2 separate regions of the Mus musculus genome follow, and region 2 is linked to region 1. The links are chromatin contacts, called in public Hi-C maps. All regions are on one chromosome and are shown on one strand. Each heading gives the region's core, a stretch centred on a gene start, on an enhancer-like site or on the middle of the called end of the contact. The rest is flanking DNA. Distances are from core to core; before and after follow the strand shown.

Region 1 (2,823 bases), core at 180-2,679:
CAGAATAAACCCTTCTTCTTTTCAGTTGGTTTTATTGGGCATTTTGTCACGGCATTGGCACGAGTCACTAATCCAGGAGCCCATCGGACTGTGATACATCAAGGAGAAGATGAGGACAGTGGGCTTTAAATGTCCTGCTCTTAAGATACAGGGGCATGTGGAGTGTTCTGTGATCAATTTTAGGCAATAAATTATTGTGTTTATCACACAACAGTATTACAAGTAGGCTTAAGAAAATAACAACAACAGAGGGCATCCCCACACTGAGCACTTATCACAGTATTTCCAGCTTAGGAGAAAGCCACCATCAAAATGCGGGAAATTTAAGATAGAATATCAATCAACACAGCATATTTGGTTCACAAAAACAACAAGTGGGATTAGGTACATTCCATGTGCCTCAATTCTTAGCAAAATAAGAGAAAATTAATTTACCCACCAAGCTAATTATATTTTATTTAACAGCAAGAACCGAAGGAGCAGGTGGAGGGGAAACAAATCCCAAAGATCTTGCTCTTTATTCAAGGAGAGCCCACTCACTGTGCGATGACTAGGATACATGTGTGTGCAATGTCTCTGAGAAGCAGACTGGAATGCAAAGCTGTGGAGAAGGAACCAGAGCGAGGGACCGAGAGACTCTCTGGTGATACTAGTTACTTTTCTCCTTGGCGACACAAAGTACCCAACAGAAACAACTCAGGAGAGGAGGAGGCAAGGGTTTATTTAGGGCCCCAGTTTCAGAGTACTGCCTGTCATGTGTGAAACCGCGTGGCAGCAGGGAAGTGAGGCTGCAGGTCGGATAGTGTGGGGCCAGGGAGCCTAGGAGAAGGCCTGGAGCGAGAGTGGGGCTGAAGCATGCCCAAACCCAGGTCCTGAGATCTGCAGGAGTACGATCGCTTCCCCACCCCCAGCCCTACACCACCTCCTCTCCCCTGCCTTGGGCCAGCATACTCTGATGCTCATATCCCTGTGCCTCCTACCCTTGCCTCATCAGAGGCGTTGTCACATAGCCAGTAGCCCGGTTAAACTTCCTTTCCCCCTTCTTATAAAGTCATGTCCAGCAGCACCTGGAATTCTTCCTTATGCAAATGAGGCATCCCCAACATCCTGGCCCCAGCCAATCACATGCACTCATCCTGATAGCCCCTCCCCACCCAAAAGTTTAAATAGTCTTTGTTCCCCCCTCCCCCAATAAACTGAACCAGTTTTTTGAAGCTGCTCCTGTGTGTGTATGTGTGTGTGTGTGTGTGTGTGTGTGTGTGTGTCTGTGTGTGTCTGTGTGTGTCTGTGTGTGTCTGTGTGTGTCTGTGTTCTTTACCTGTGCACTCACGGCCGACCAAGATCCCGACTGCACCCAGCCATCCCAGCTAAGCTTCCCTCCAGTCTAGCCTAGTGTGTGCTTGCTGCCTGGCAGGCTATCTTGAAGGGCAGGGCAGTGAGGCAGTATGGCCTTCACAGTCAGGAAGCAGAGAGAGGGAGGGAGGGAGGAGGGGCAGGGGAGGGACGGGGGAGGGGCAAAGGAAGAGGCAAGGGAGGGGCGGAACACTGGTCCTTAGCTCGCTCACTCCCTTTTCTTCAGCCACCCAATTTTAGGATTCCTTTTGGTGAGGCCTAGAGTCCAAACATTTGACCTATTCTATTGTATGGGGTAAGAGCTGAACAGCAGCCAATATTTTGAATAAGTTTTTTGAGGTCAGAGGTGAGAATAAAATCTGTTCCCGGTCACTACAAGTGAACCCTCAGTGGCTTTGAACGTCAGCTCTGCTACTAATAAGAAACTTAGCCTATAACGGAGGAAGGAGATCCTGATAGGGAACACTTAAACTATGTTTAAGTGATATGGCTTAAATGACAAGCAGTGTTAAGCTTTTTAAATGCCCTTCCTAGGGCCATCGCAAGTTAAGACAAGGAGATGCATCTCTATTCCGTACACACTCACAGTGATTGTGTTTCCTGAGCACAAACTGCAGACCTGGACTTTGATGTGTGGAGGACATAATTTTCATATTTCAAAATCCATTTAACCAGGCCATTTAACAGGACGCTCCCAGATAACTTTCAGCTGCAAATGATTAATGGAAGAACAGGTATCAAGGTGCAGGAGAGATGGCTCAGCAGTTAAGAACGCTCACTGCTGTCTAGCACCCACACCAGGCTCACACTGGCCTGTAAGCGCAGCCTCAAGGAATCCAAGACGTTCTAGAGGACCTGCACGCATCTGGTAAGTAAAGCCCATGCAGGCGGGGACACACTTGTAAGCAAAACAATAAACCTTGTAAACAAGCAAAGGCCAGAAGAAAACTCTAGGACAGTTTTACAAATGCCTGACAGACTTGAGCATGCGTGATTAAAAGTGTACAGTTGTGAAGAGATGGTAGTGCTTGGCAATGGCTGTCTACGTAAAAAGGCATTTAGCAACACGAACGAAAGATCTCCTTCCCATTAGCATTAACAGACAAATGTTTACCATAAATTTTGATAATAGAAAACACTAGTTAGACAAAATATTTTCCTTCTCCAATATTCTATTATTTCCTTGGTAGATGTGTTAAAATGTTACCCAGTTATTTGTATTGTATCTTTAGAATTCAACTAGCAACATCCTCTCTCTCTCTCCCCCCACCGTGTGTGTATGTGTGTGTATGTGTACACATGTGTGTGTGCCAGCGTGTGCGTGCACGCACACTCGCACACTCAAGTGCATGCCAGAAGAGGCATCAGATCATCCCAGGACTGGATTTAGAGATGGTGGCACACCATCATGAGGATTCTAGGAATGAGCCTGGAAGAGCACTTAAGTGCTTTTAACCACCGAGCCACCTC
Region 2 (3,018 bases), core at 23-2,522, 400 kb after region 1:
TAGGGTATCAAAAGCCTGGGTCTCAGAAGTGCTCAGTCAGGTTAGTAAGGAGCCAGGCATGGTAGCACAAATCTAGTACCTGGGAGGACAAGCAAAGAAAGTTGCCTTCCAGTTCAAGGCCGATTTGGGATATATAGTGAATTCCAGGCCAGCTTGGGGTATGAATAATATTCTGCTTAAACAAATTAAAATTAATTAATTAATTAGTCAATTAATTAAAAGGGACAAAAAAAGAAAACAGGAAAGATGTCAGCAAGGAAATTAGCCAATCTATAACCCACAGGGTGGTCAACTTTTCCAGGGAAAGAGCCTTGTAAGTTACCATCCTTTGATTTCCCTGGTGACCATTATACAATAAAGCCCTGAAAATAAAAGATTTATGGAAGGAACGATGAGAGACCAAAGGGGAAGATAAAACGGTGGTGAGGGGCGGTGAGACAGAAAGATCATCTGCACCCCTCTGAATTCTTTTACCACCTGTTGCTTCCTGTGTGGTCTCCGGGAAAGGGTCGGCTTCCTTCTGCTGCAGTTTTCACCCTGGTCATACAGAGCCCTTCCTAGGATGGTTGTAGATATTACATAAGACACTGTAGGCAAAGCACTCGACACTTTAAAAAAGAAGTTTAAGCAAGGCTATTTCTCCACTACTGGTAATTGCTAGCATTCTCACACCGTGGTCCCATCCGTTGCTGGAATAAGGCTCCTGAAGAAAATACTTCTCTTTGTTTATGGACAAGTCTGATTTCTGGTTTTGCTCCTACTTAGAATTAGATCCCTTAGGAAACACAAAGCCGAGGGAACAGCTCGAAATCTGGGATTAGACTAACAGCACAGGCAGATCCACCATGGAGCTATGCACACAGTAAATCCCTCAGCTTCGCTAAACTGTGCACAACTAACATATCTCCCCAGTGCAGATCTCTCTCTCTCTCTCTGTCTCTCTCTCTGTCTCTCTCTCTGTCTCTCTCTCTCTCTCTCTCACTCTCTCTCTCTCTCTCTCTGTCTCTCTCTCTCTCTCTCTCTCTCTCTCTCTCTCTCTCTCTCTCTCTCTCTCTCTCTCTCCCCACCCCCACTGGCTGTTTGTAGCATGTTAGGAGCAGACTTAATTAAATCCCTAAACAAGGAAATGGCAGACTCCAAAGGAGATAGAGGAATGCCTGCGTCCAAACCAAACAAAGGAGAAACCATAAATACCAAGGCTTTGAGACATCAACACTGATACTGGAAAGGTTCTTCCTGCCCCTAAACCTGGCTCTTTAATCCCTTGGTGATTTGCCTTTGGCTGTTCCCCGCTGAGTTGAGATTCCAGGCTGAATGTGAGCACTGGTTCACATACCTGCTTCTAAAGAGGTCCAAAAGGCTGAATGTGAAATGTCCTGCTCCACACTCTGAACTGAGCACAGTTCTAGGACCTGGGGCAAAAGTACACACACACACACACACACACACACACACACACACACACACACACACTATGCTCACCTTACTAGAGCTCTCAGTCCAAAGAGGGAGACAGACATTAATCAAATTAACGGGCACAATACTATGAAGCAAAGCCCCAGGGTGTTCTGAGATTGCATTGTGAGTCGCCTGCCTAGAAGGACAGGGACCACTTCTAATGGAGTCAATAAAGCTAATGGTGACAGGAGAAAGCACAGCCTTGTCACAATCCTGTGACAAGAAGGAACAAGGAGCATCATGGGAAATGAAAGAAGTTCTGAGCAAATAGTATAATACAGCTCTGACCTTCCATAATGACAGTTGACAGCTACAAGGAGATGTCTGTCAGGTTTTAAGGTGTAGGCCCTGGTAATGGGCCCACACTCTGATGGAAGGACACACATCCAAGAATATATAGATGGCACAAATTGCATTAGGTAGGTCTAAAAAAGTAAAGAGAGAGATGACAAGGCCAGTAGGGAAGAGGGGGTAGGTATGGAAGGGGTTGGGGGAAAGAGATGAATAAGATCAAAATGCATTGTTTGAGATTATCAAAGATCTAATAAAATAAAAGAGAAAAGGAACATTAACGTAATGAAACTCATTTCTTTGCCAACCAAAAAGTTTAATTTTAAACTGTAAAAACCCTAAAAACCTTTATGGTACTCATTAATAATTTTTGCTACAATGATGGCCCAAAGTGACAGAATAAATATATAGTTATGCATGAAAAAGATAAAATGGAGAAGAAGGTGGTTAGACCATGGTGACATGAAGCAGCCATATTACAGACTGTCTTTATGTACCAGCAAAGAGAAACACAGGAACACAGAGGTGATGCAGCTTGCATTTGAGAAAGGCCAGAAGAGACTAGACTGTCGAGAGAACATGAAAAGCCAGTGGAGGCTATCTGGCAAGATGTGGGGCTGGGATGTTCCAGTGTGATCAGCTGTGAAAGTGACCACACCCTGCTGAGGATCCTTTGTAGATCCCAGACAAGGGAGCAAACTCTTGATCTGGACCCTGAAAATGCAAAACTCTGTTCTTCTGAAATAGGAGTTGACAGAGCTCCAAAGAGAAATCAAGCTGTACGGGATGACGGGGCAACACTAATAATGTTTACATATCTGTGCGGTCACGTTTTGAACCTGGCTCAGCAAGGATTTGTGATAGCACTTGGCACTTTTCACTAGCATCTAGAGCAGAAGCGAGACAGTGGCCACCGGTAATTCCAGCACTAAGGAACCAGAGACAAGGGCTCCCTGGGGCAAGCTGAAGCTAATCTAACTGCAGTCAATGAGTACCCCCAAGAGATCAGGCCTCAATAAACAAAGCGAAAGTAACCAAAAAAAACCCCAGCTCTTGATAACTTCAGGCCTCCACATGCATATACATGCAAAACACTTACACATACAAGCACCATCCCGCATCATATCACACATACCATATATACACATGCACACTACACACATGCATATATAGAGAGAAGCACATCACACACTGTACACACTACACACATGTTCACAAGAAGATGAGAGGGTTCAAATCTCATTCTAACCAACTTCCCAGAAAGTGGCT

The links. A called contact is a pair of places that touch in the nucleus more often than the background predicts.
Region 2: a Hi-C map of trophoblast stem cells shows a contact between it and region 1, with 2.3 times the contacts expected there. The contact joins two enhancer-like sites. A contact is called at or near these places in 9 of 484 Hi-C or Micro-C datasets (the HL-1 cell line, Sertoli cells, embryonic stem cells and 5 more), 5 of 115 datasets of contacts at active chromatin or transcription factors (embryonic midbrain, embryonic stem cells and pancreatic cancer cells) and 1 of 9 other capture datasets (embryonic stem cells).

The regions. Positions count from the first base shown.
Region 1 is chr6:92,778,437-92,781,259 of GRCm38.p6, forward strand. The region is part of intron 38 of Adamts9 (a disintegrin-like and metallopeptidase (reprolysin type) with thrombospondin type 1 motif, 9); the gene reads right to left. Among named protein-coding and RNA genes, the nearest start is that of Gm52913, 6.8 kb to the right of the region's middle. Within about 2 kb of position 1,430, at least 13 of the 459 cell types and tissues checked have an H3K27ac peak or open chromatin away from gene starts, as enhancers often do. A contact at or near this core is called in trophoblast stem cells, where this site is marked.
Region 2 is chr6:93,180,194-93,183,211 of GRCm38.p6, forward strand. No RefSeq gene overlaps it. Among named protein-coding and RNA genes, the nearest start is that of Gm38863, 12 kb to the right of the region's middle. Within about 2 kb of position 1,273, at least 20 of the 459 cell types and tissues checked have an H3K27ac peak or open chromatin away from gene starts, as enhancers often do. A contact at or near this core is called in trophoblast stem cells, where this site is marked.